Linked DNA regions of Canis lupus: region 1 is linked to region 2. A link is a contact called in public Hi-C data. All regions are on one chromosome and are shown on one strand. The core of a region is the stretch at or near the end of the contact, and the rest is flanking DNA. Distances in the headings are between cores, read along the strand shown.

Evidence for each region. Hi-C and Micro-C count contacts between places; a contact is called where the count stands out from the background.
Region 1: a contact with region 2 is called in a Hi-C map of blood, with 2.8 times the contacts expected there. The contact joins the enhancer-like site here to the promoter of TNIK in region 2. A contact is called at or near these places in 3 of 9 Hi-C or Micro-C datasets (amygdala and blood).

What each region holds. Positions count from the first base shown.
Region 1 is chr34:36,128,498-36,134,664 of UU_Cfam_GSD_1.0, forward strand. No RefSeq gene overlaps it. Among named protein-coding and RNA genes, the nearest start is that of TNIK, 74 kb to the left of the region's middle. Within about 2 kb of position 2,269, at least 4 of the 20 cell types and tissues checked have an H3K27ac peak or open chromatin away from gene starts, as enhancers often do. A contact at or near this core is called in blood, where this site is marked.
Region 2 is chr34:36,052,843-36,058,640 of UU_Cfam_GSD_1.0, forward strand. It overlaps TNIK (TRAF2 and NCK-interacting protein kinase), which reads right to left and starts at 4,441. Exons shown (of 34, transcript XM_038583888.1): 1 at 4,258-4,441. The coding sequence starts at 4,314.

The DNA of each region.
Region 1 (6,167 bases), core at 1,019-3,518, 73 kb after region 2:
TAATTTTGTCTGAGCAGAAGTTCTCTTTCCCAACTTTGGAATCCGGCCAGGGCAGCGACTCTAACTGGAGCCTTCCAAAGCTCTGGCGATTGTCTCAGAAATGACTCTCAGGTCATCCTTACTCTGCTTAGGGAGAAAAAATATGAGGGCTTGGCTGTCCATTATGCTCTTCAAGGTGAAGGTTAGCAACAAAATTTGTAATTTCATTCTCCTGTATTGTTATTCAAGGCACAGATAACTGTAGGAACGATCTGGTTCTCCTGACTCTGTTATCCCTGATAACCCTGTATTATGACCCATGCTTTTTAGCTGGCCCGGTTTGGAGAGGCGATAAAAAGGCACACTACTTTGTTAGAAAAAATAGCACGATAATAGTATCATTGGTTTTGATAGGCATTTTTAGAAAAATGAGGGATGGAAACATCTTTCTGTTTTATTTATGTGGATCCGACATTCACTTACTCATTCAACAACCATGTGTAAAAGCTCTGTCACTGTGCTGGGTGCTGTAGGGAATGCAGAGATGAAAAAAGGCACAGCTCCTGCCCCCTTACCTCCCAGTCGGGAGATAAAGCATGTTCACAAGCAACCATATAGTATAATTTAATTGGCTCGATGAGAGAAGCAAAGATAGGTTTTATGAGAGTTCAAGAAAGGGAAAGAAGAGTCAGAGGATAGAAGACAATTTTGTAAAGGGGATGACATTTGAGCTGGGCCCTAACAAGTATGTGGGGATAGATGGTGGGGGGCAATTATGAGCTGAAGGACAACTCCAACAAAGCACAGAAGCAAAAAAGCATGGACTGGTAGCAAACAGTGAGCAGTTTTGCATGACTTGGGTGTAGGATGCATAAGGGGAGGGACAAGGAGGGATTGAGACTAAAAATGAAAGTTAGAAAAAAAAGTGAAAGTTAGACGAGTATTTTGGAGGCTCTTGAGTAGCAAGCCACAAAGTGCTGGATTTTGTTCCAGTAGTGGGATGACTTTCTTAGAGTGGAGAAATAGCGTGGTTCAGGTGGAGGGGGCGGGGGGAGATGAGGGATGGGACGACTGCTGGCTGCAGCCACAACGTGGGCAGGAAGGATCAGGCCTGCCCGAGGACAAAGACCAACAAGACGGCAGGAGCAGAACCCAGAGTTAGCCCCTGGTTGTGAGGATGGAGCCAAGGACTTAGGCCTGTGGCATCCTTCCTCTAGGCCATAGGTTGGTTCTCTAGCTCCATCAGGATCACCTGGAGGGCTTGTGCAGCTACAGACCGTGGGCCTCATCCTCAGAATTCCCAATTTCCGTCTGGCATGCTTAGCAAGTTCCCAGGGGATGGTGATGTTGCTGGCCTGGGGACCCTTCTTTGCAGGCCACCGCCCCCGGGTGCTGTGTGGCTCAGCTCTGTGACTCTGGGGAAGCAACTGCAAGGGGACAAAGTGGCGGAGGGAGGCAATCAGAGGTGTAAGTGATCTGGAGGGCCCTGCAGCATCCTAGCGGTCTGCAGCCAAAGGGCTTAGTTGGAGACGTTTCCCCCAAGTACAGCAGGAGGCTAGCCCAGGGCTCAGGCCTTTCGTCTTTCTTTGAAAAGATAATCTTGCGGGGAGGCAGTGAGATGATATAATGTCAGAATCAAGAGCCCTGAGTTGAAGTCCTGACTCTGCCACTGCTGCCAATGGTTTGACTTCTAGAAGCTACTCTGTACTGAAGCTGGGATAACGAAGCTGGGGCTCAGCCTGTGACCAAGGCCTGGGGAGACCCGCGGAGGGCACTGGGCATCCTGCCCGGCACACCGTGGGGCTTGGAATTCCTCCCTCCCCGACCCCCCGGGCCTGAGGGAAGCGGGTGCAGCCTGCGCCCAAAGCCTCAGAAGCAGCTCGGGGGCCAACAGCCCCTCAGAGGCCCCACGATGACCTGGTCGGGCCCTCGGCCTGAGTCCTTCGCCACAGCGTAGCTCCCCCTACAGACGCCGGCCCGGCGACTCCCCAAAGCCCCCAGGGGGAACGGGGGTGTCAGGGATCTTCTGCTGGGGTTAAGGTTTAAGAAGGCGCATCTGAAATGGGACAAGGACACAGAGACAGAAGTCCCTGGAACAAAGGAAAGTTTTGGGTCCTTTAGGATTTTGCTCAGGCCCGCAGGCCTTGGCCAGAGCAGCTCCACTTAGGGCCCCTTGAGGCTTGATCCTCACAGGGAGGAGGCCCTGTGAACCTTACAGGGTTTTCAGACTGTCCTGGGGCAAGAAATGAGCGGGTAAGCATTTTCTCCTTTCACCAGATAAGTCTGATGTCATAACATCCCCAGACAGGAAAGCAGAAGGCAGCCTGGCGGTGAATCACAGGGGGAAGGGCGGCTCACTGAGCCCGGGTCACGGGGCCTCGATGACAAAGAAGAGGCCCTGAGGCCCCGCACCCCCACTCGGGGGTGGGGGCTGGGGGGGAGGGGGTTTGGGGAAACAGGCAGCTCCATCCCTTGAGCCCAAGGAAGCGGGGTGGGGGAGGGAGCCGGAGGAGATGGGGTGTCACACAAGTGGTTTTCCTGCTCTGCGCTGACCTGACCCAGAGAGCAGGGTCCCAGGTAGGAGGAAGGTCAGGCCTCTACTCATCCCCTTAGTGGGGAGATGGACACAGGGAGGGGAAAGGGCTTCCCTAAGTCACTTTTAGGGGCCCACCCCACGGGCCATTCTGTGGGTCTGTGTAGGAGCTAACAGGCCCCACCAGGGCAGGCCTCCCCTGGGCGTCCCCCCATTGGAGAGTAATGAAGGGGGGTGTGGGTAATTCAGGTCCCCTGGGTCCCCACTGTGACTGGGCACTTTGCATTGTTTAAGGTGTATTTCCTTGCCCCTCAAGCAGGCCCGGCTACAGATACAAAGGAATACTACGCAGCTAAAATAAGTGCCTTTGCAGAGCGCTCTGCAGTGACAAGGAAAGGGAAGGCAGGTCACAAAACAGTACGACCCTGCTGTCGGGTAAAAAAAAAAAGGAAGGAAACGAAGCCTGGAGAAATGTCTCAGGGTGACCCTGGTGGTCCAATCACAGATACTTGCTTCTCCTTTTCTTACCTGTGTTTTGGAGATTATTTACAAGTCAGCATATATCCCCTTTGAAGTAAGAAAAGTCAACATTATATAATTCAAAAAATAGGTCTGCTACAGAAAAAGCTGCTCTCTTTTACTAAATATGAATAAACTACCTCAAACTAATAGAACACTGGCTGTTAGCTACCCTGGAATTAAAATAAAAAAAATTTAGGGGTGCCCGGGTGGCTCAGCGGTTGAGCATCTACCTTCAGCTCAGGGCGTGACCCCGGGGTCCTGAGATCGAGTCCTGCATCGGGCTCCCTGCCTGGAGCCTGCATCTGCCTCTGCCTGTGTCTCTGCCTCTCTTTCTGTGTCTCTCATGAATAAATAAATAAAATCTATAAATAAATAAATAAACAAACAAATAAATAAATAAATAAATTTTATTTTTTTATTTTTTTTTTAAAAGATTTTATTTATTTATTCATGAGAGACACTGAGAGAGAGAAAGAGAGGCAGAGACACAGGCAGAGGAGAAGCAGGCTCCATGCAGGGAGCCGGACGCGGGACCTGATCCCAGGTCTTCAGGGTCAGGCCCTGGGCCCAAGGTGGCGCTAAACCGCTGAGCCACCCGGGCTGCCCAATAAATAAATTTTAAATGTGAATATAAACTATACACAATTTTGTGATCTGTACTTAAACATTTCCCATGCTGTTAAAAAGTCGGTAGTATTATTTTTAACAGCTGCATGGTATTTTGTCAAACGAATATATCGTATATTTTTGTCTCAATCCCCAATATGTTGGCTGTTTATATTGCTTTTCCAGCTTTTTGTTATTATTTGTAATCAATATCTTTTTAACTTAGTTAAGTTTCCCATAGATTTCTCTAAAGTTAGCCACGCATAGATTTTACCTCTCCCCTCATTACCTTGGCAGGATTGAATTTCCACACATTCCCACAACTGCAGCAACTTTTTCTTCATTATATAGCGCTAAACTCTAAATCTTTTTTTGTCAGCTCTCTCTCTCACACTAAGATTTTTCTTGTAAGATTGTTAGGCATTTGAATTGCCAAGACAGTTACCAATCACAGATTTGCGCTTTAAAGGTTACTCAGTCCTATGTCCATTTTCAGGAAGGAAGCTGAGGCCCGGAGTTGTGACTTGACTAGCCCAAGGGCATACGTGGTTACTTGTGACCCGGCTGGGAAAGCAACTTCATGTATATTTTTCAAGGGAACTTTGGAGGATCGTGAAACACTAAATGGTGATGGAGCAGACAATAGAAAGAAAGAATGAGAAAAGATTTGATGGTAAGAGGGGGAAGGAATAGAAGGATGAATAGGACAGAAGGAAGGTGGGTTTGCTTAGGGGAAGGGGAATGAATGGGCCAAGAAAGAACAGCAAAAAAAAAGGAAAGAAAAAAAAAAGGAAAAAAAAAAGGTAATGAGAAAAATTAACATGCGGAGATCATTTACAGCAGAGGTTCTAGGCCTTGGCACCACTGGCAATTGGGGCCACAGCTCTCTTCGTGTACAGAGCTGTCCTGTGCATTGTAGGATGTTTCACAGTGTCCCTTGCCTCTCTACCCACTAGATCCCAGTGGCACCTCCTGCCCAACTTGTGACAACCAAAAACATTTCCAGACATTGCCAAGTGGCCCCTGGGGTGGGGTGGGGAGATCACCCCGAGTACAGAACCACTACTTTACCGAATGGTTCTCCACTGAGACCACTGGAGAGATACTCCCCCAAGTGGTATTGTTCTGCCCCGAGACCACCTCCTCCCTATTGCTGGAAAGGAATCTAAAATAGCTGCTGTAGGATGAAATTGGAAGCAAAGCATTTGAAGGCATTTTAGAGAATGTCTCTAAACCGTAAGGTTGTATTGCAAGGCGGGGAAGGAAAATTAATCCATAAAGCCCATTTTTCAGATAAAGAAAAATAAGACTGGAAATGGGTAATTTGCTTTGGGCACGAAGATGAGTCAGAGAGAAACCAGTAAGAGAAACATGAACTTGGGCTCTGACCTTTAGAATGAAGGAAAACAATTTTATCACTAACCCCTGCCCACTTCAATCCTGGATCTTTGTGAGAAAAAGGAAGGAAATTTCCACTCTACCTAGAAGCGAATGGACATCAGGATCTGGTAGTAGCATTTAGATTTTTTTCTTTCCTATGAAGGATAAAAGCAGAGAATGGTTAAGAGCTAGATTCCCTGATTTAAATTAAAAAGAAAAAAAATCAATGTGTACCGAATGCTATAAAATGCCTCACATGCATCATCTCCCCCAAACTTTACATCAACCCTTTCGGCTGGGCCCTGTTATGTGATTTGACAGATGATGAGATGAGGGTCAGAAGTTAGGTAACTTGCCCAAGGTCACACACTAAGTGAAGAGACCGAGATTTCAAACCAGACCTGCCCAATTCCTAACCCCTTGGCATCCCTGCCTCTCTGCCATTGACAATGCCCACTCCTGTAGGGTTGCCATTCTGTCTCATTTTAGTGTGTTTTCTAAGAAACCCCAAAGTTCACTTCATCACAGACATGGACAAGAGTATCAGGCATTGCCTGGGCCCGGCCTCCCAGGAACCCCAGGCTGCGCTGCCACGCTCCTGGCCAGTGCTTGGCTTGCTTTCCTTCATAGACACCATTAGGGCATCGCTGCCAGACTTAAATTTTTTTTTTTTCATGATTGAAATATCGTTTGATATACGGTGTTACATTAGTTTTTGGTGTAAAGCATAGGGATTTGACAATTCTATAGATAAGCAGAGTCACCATTTGTCACCGTGTAACGTTATTACGGTATTCTTGACTACATTCCCTAAGCTGTGCTTTTCGTCTACACTTGCTTTTAAGGCAACTCTTTTTAGAACCGTTTTAGCTTCATAGCAAGACTGAGTAGAAGGTGCAGAGATTTCTCAGCTCCACACAGGTACAGCCTCCCCCATTACCGACTTCCCCCGCCAGAGGGGTGCGTTTGTTTTCACTGACGAACCTACCTTGTCACATCATTATTACCCAAAGGCCGTAGTTTACGTTAGGGTTTGCTCTTGGTGATGATTTTTCTTTTTCTTTTCTTTTTCTTTCTTTTTTTTTTTTTTAATTTTGAAGACCTCTTTTGGAACCGTACTTGGTATTTTTCAAAAGAACTTCTATGG
Region 2 (5,798 bases), core at 3,191-5,690:
AAGGCAAGCAGTTGAGATCATTCCCATTTTTCAATGAATTATAGTTCCATGACTTACCCAGAATCACAGAACTACTAAGACATGGGCACAGAACCCAGTGCTCAGCCCACTCCACTCACTTACTCACCAATTTGTGCATTTATCCGTTTATGCAACTAACTGCAATTACAGCCTCAAAGCTGAGCAAGACCTAACCTCCGGCCTCACGGAGCCCATAGTTTATGAAGTAGGCAGAAAATAATCCCCACGCCATTTATAACACAAGGATGAAAAGTGCAGCAGGAAGATGTGTGCAAGTCTTCCGGATGAGGTCAGTTCTTAAATCTAGGTCCTGGGAGACAAAGAAATAGCTGGGCCTAGGAGGCAGTGAGGGGCAGGGGGAAAGACAAGCAGAGGTCATCTGATTCTGCTCAAATAGAAAAGTGAGTGCGAGTCCTGGCAGAAACTTCGAGTATGAAGTCAGCAGCGGCCAATCTTGGCCTTGGACGCCTTCCTCTATGGGCCAAACTAAGGACAGCCAAGGTGCTCAGACTCAGATGTATGCTAATCTCCAAAAAGCTTTCTGGGCTGATCTCACCTCATATGTAATAAAGCGTACCGGTGGCAAGTTTCATTTCTTTTAATACTGTGATGTCTTGAAGGGAGAATGACTCAAGCCTTTAGTTTGAATGAGTAGATTGTTTTCTGTAGCCCATGTATGTAAACACACATTTCATACACCCACATGGATAGTTTATAACCGTAACACGATATATGAGGATCCACACAGATTATGCAAAACCTACATAGAACTCCATAAACCTCACATGCAGAGACATCCGAATAATGTGCAGATCCAGACTGACCCGATGGGACAAACTGAGATGGAGATGGGTCCCGGAGACAGGGTACTATGCAGGACAACCATCTGTCCTAGATGATTCAGTCATTTGCCGACAGAGGAAGAACTGAGGCGGGTTGAGCAACATGAATTCCGTGAATGCTCCAGGGCTTTATGTATTACGAGCTTACCTGCATGGAGCAGTTTCTCTATTCTCAAAAAATAAAATTCCATGACTCTGGTGAAATAATTCCTCGCTGCCATTTTTTTTTTTTTCTGTGCTTAGGCAGAAAATGTATTATTGATTTCTGATCCAGCCACAGACAATGCGACTTAGAGAAAAGAGCCCTGAATGAGAAGTCGGGACACCCAGATTCCTCCCCAAACCACCCTTTCCGCTTCCCTCACCCCTCATTCCAGGGGAGACGGGGCTGTGTGACCTTGGACGAGGACTACACCTCTCTGGGCTTCAGCTTGGTATTAAATGGAAGGAGTGGCTAAGTGTTGTCCAATTCTCTTTCAGCTCTAAATCTATAAAATCATCCCCTTCCCCCCACACTTGGTTTATCTCCAGAGCCTTAAAAATCAGGACTAATAAAAAAAAATGGATTCAGATCATCTCTCTTCTAACCCAAGAAGATCCGGTTTTATCTTACTTTTTAAAACCATCCAAATCTTGCATAATTTAAGTGATCAGTGCTGTCACTGGTTGCTCTGGTTTAAATTATGCATTGTTGCTATTTGGGGAAAATTTAGACTGGGTCCAGTCTGGGATCACTGGCTGAGAACAATAAGCCCCCAAAGTGAGAAGGATAAAGGCCTCTCCAGACAGGATCTGCTTTTAATGCATTGAGCTCAGGGTTTACAAAAGAGCATTGATTGTGTACATTAAAGAGCCACCGAGACAGCAAGGGACTGGTTAAGGCTGCAGCAAATTCTCCAAGATGCCACTGACCTTGGCTGCATTTCAGGGGTCAGGCATTCCCCACGAGGCTCTCAGCAGGCGGGCTTTCCTGAGGGGTTAGGAACTAATGAGACCTCTCATCTGGATAAACCCACCTCTCCTAATTTGGAAAGACAGAGAGACATTATCTGCTCTCGGATTTGTGGAGATCACCAACAGGGCCCTTGGACTCAATGGCCCGCCTGCACACCTCACCCCCTACAAGACTGGTCATACTCTCCGGCACCGGGGATGCAATCGTCTCCACATCTGCATTTAGGTCTTCCAGCCAGCCAGCAGTTCCTATCTCTAGAGCTGGCCTTCGCCCTCCCTCTTCACACACCTCCTGCAGGCAGAAATACAGAGGCAAAGCACTAAGCCCAGGCGACAAAGAGCAATTTCAGTGAATCCTGCAAGATCTCTTTTCAAAATACAGATCTCTGGAGCACAGGCCTCCCGTGTGTGATTCACACTCAGGCAGGCCCGGTGAGCCCTCGTGGTTGCTCACCAGCCTGCAGGCTCTGGGCTCCGGATCTCAGGAAACCTTCCCCGTGAAAAAGCCAACGGGGGACACCTCTGACCGAGGCCAACTTAAAAATCGCCTCGGATTGCTTTCTATTAGAGGAGGATGAGGACATTCTGCTCAGGAGAAAACCACAAGCCTTGCCCATTGTTCAGGCTCCTTCCCCTACCCCCCACCCCACCCCCTGCGGGGCTTCGCCACTTTCCCCTACCCTGTAGTCTGGGCCATCCATCCACCTGATTAACCCGCTGGCAGCAACTCCCAGCACAGAAAGTAGGGCAAATGAACACACACAGCCTGTAAGGCAGGAAACCACAGACTTAGCCAAAGCACCCACCCTGTTACCAGCCCCCACCCCCAGCTGCCCAGGGAGCTGCGGCTTCTGAATGTGGCATTTCTGCACCAGGCGAATAGACAGCTTACTGTAATATCACATGAATGAGCTTTTGCTGCCCAACTATCCAAAAAAAAAAAAAAAAAAAGAGGCCATTTCAAATGGCATCTATGTTCCTTCTCAACCCCTGGACTGCCTCGCAGAAACCTCACCTCTGGGAAGGATGAAGCAGAAGAGGAGGGGAAGTTCCACAAGAGGAGGCTGTGCAAGGGAGGGAGGCTTTAATGAGCCGCAAGAAAAAGTAGCACTTGGACGGTTCAAGGCAGCTCTTCAAGATACCCGTGAGGGAAGGGGCAGTGGCAGGAGGAGGGGTGAAGATTCAGGTCTGTAACCCCGAGATTTAGCATCAGTGTAACCATGTAAGCCTCAGGAGGGCGTGTGAACTTCGCGGCTGCACCCCTCCTGCGCGGCTGCGTGGACAGCACCGGCGAGGCGGGCCCCGACCCTCCGCGCTGCCAGGATACACATGCAGTCGCTTTCCCCCCTTTAATTCCTAGTCTTCGTTCAGGGGGAGGAAGAAGCCATCCTTAACTGGGGTGCGATCCATCTCAGACCCCCCCCCCCCACTGGCTGCAGCATCAGACCCTCCCTGTCCCCCTCTTCGGGAGGCAGCATCTCATTAAAATGGCAAGAAGTCTCGGCCCCCTTCCCCCGAAAGAGCGTGTTGGGATCCGGGGGTGGGGGTGGGGCGTCGTCGAGGCTACACTGGGGTTCCCGGGATCCGGAGCTCAGAACAACAGCAAAATGGATCCTATGGCAAGTGATGTCTCAGTCCATACAATGAAAAAAAAAAAAAAAAAAAAAAAAGGGCGTCTGGGGCGATTCACGTGAAGGGAAACGCAAAGCCAGCCGCGGGGCCGGAGGAGCTGGATGCTCCCCCTACTCTCCCTACAAAGGGCTGGCCGCGGGCACACGCGCACACGCGCACACTCACGGGAGTTCCGGTCTGAGCGGGGGAGCGCGGAGAGCACATCCCTTCACCTGCCTTAAGTTGGCCCATAAAACTGAAATGTCAGGGCCACAAAGTCAAAAAAAAAAGAAAAAAAAAAGCAAGCAGGGCTAAGTTACACCGTAAACAGGGGTGCGCGAGGCGGGCGCGGGAGGGCGCGGGGGGAGCCTGGGGGCGGCGGCCACCGACGGGCACCGGCGTCGCGGGGTCGGGGCCGTCGGGCTGCCCCGGTCACCCCGCAGCGAGCTGCGCAAAGTGAGCGGCCGGTGCGTTTCTCCACGTTTTGCAAAAAAAGAAAAAAAAAGGGGGGGGGGGGAGGGGGGACGGTGGGGCGTCGCGCCTTGCACGAGCTGGCCGTCCGGGGCGCGTGTGCACAGCGCACACACGCGCGCGCGCACACGAGCATTCCACGTTCAAGGCTCGGGCGCCGGGGTAAGGTGAATGCCCCGCATCCCGGGGAGCCCGGCCGCCGCCGCGGGGGTCACGGAGCCGAGGCTCGCCCGGGGCGGGGACGGGAAGCCGGGGTCCCCCCCGCCGCCGCCGCGCATCCGCCTTGCCCCCGCCCGCGCGCCGCCCCTAGCCCCCGGCGAGACCCCCCGAGACCCCCCGAGAAGCCGGTTCTGCTCACCCTCAGCGCCGAGAGATCGATCTCATCCAGGCTGCGAGCCGGGGAGTCGCTCGCCATGTCGACTTCTTCGCGGGAGCAGCGGCCCTGCGCCCCCCCGAGGCTCCCCCCTTGCAGACTCCACCTGGTCTACCGGCCTCGCGTCCTCATGCGGCTGCCGCGCCAGAGGCCCCGGCCCAGCCCCCGCGCCCGCCCCGGCCCGGCCCGGCCCGGCCCGGCCCCGCGACGCCCGATCCCGCTGCTGCGCCCGCGGGCGGCCGCGGACCCGGAGCCCGAGCTGCGCGGCTCTCCCAGCCCCGAGCCGCGGTGCGTGTGGGCTGCGCGCCCCGCTCGGCTAAGGGCGCAGGGGCTGCGTGGGTGTATTTAAATGGGACATGCTTCCCTGCCTGTGCGTGGATGGCGGCTGCATCGGCGGTTATAATGAGACACATCAACTCCTCCACTCCGCCGGGGGGTGGGGGCGGACGAGCGCCCCGAGCTGTCCATCAGCGCTTCCTGGGAGGAGTGAGGCGGGGGGCGGGGGCGGGGCGGGGCGGGGCGGGGCGGGGCGGGGCCTCCGCCCGGGAGAGGCCGCGCTTCCTGACCCGGGCCCTCTGCACCAGCGCGCGGGGCGGGGCGCGCCCTCTCGGCCCGGGCGCCCCCCGCGGGGTCTGGAGAGCGGTCCCCGACCCCGCCGGGCCTGTCGCGGGGGCCAAGGGCCTTTATTCGTGCGCGTCCGAGTCGTGCGCTGCAGCACAATGGCCCTCCTCGCACCGGGGGCGGGGGCGGGGGGCTCTCGGCAGGGTGCGATGCTCCGCGCTTTGCACATCCCGGGGAGGGCGGTGGGGTGCGGGGGGGGGGAAGAGCGACGGCCGCCCTCCCCCCATTAGTTATTTGTGAGGCTGGAGTAGCACGGGCTGGTGCAACCGGTGCATATAAGGACTTGTGTGCAGGGAAGGGGATCCGCCTCCAGGCGCGGAACGAATGGGGGCGAAGCGCACGGGCACCCTGCGCTCCAGCGCTGCGCCGCGGCGGGGGGGGGCGCCCAGCGACCCCCGGGAGCCCGGCAGGGGGCATCCGGGACCGGCCACCCGCGGGTCGGGGGCTGGGAAGGTTACCCCGGAGCGGGAGAAACGCAGATCGGAGTTCCCTGTTGGCACCGCCACACCCAGGACCTGCCCGTACCGCAGTTCCCCACGGAAACGACCGAAGCGAAACGAGCAGCTTCTTTTTTTTTTTTTTTTTTTTTTGCTTTTTTTTTTTTTCTCTCCCTTCCCCCGGGTGCCGCAGCGTCAGGTACCCCTCCAAGGGCGACAGCGGGTGGGGCGGCGCACGTCGGCCCTGGGGGCAGCATTTCCGCCGCTGAGCTCCTGGGGCGGGCGGAGAAAGTTTGGCGGGTGCTGGGAGGTGTGTGTGCAAAATGCACGGCAGGAGGGCGAGCTCACCCCCACCCCCCGCCCCGCCCCGCCCCCCGCTGGCTCCTGGAAAGGCTGAGCGTGGACAGTGGTAAGCATGACCTTCCCCAACCAAAAGTATGAGGTCACTTCCCCCGGGCCCCCCGCGCA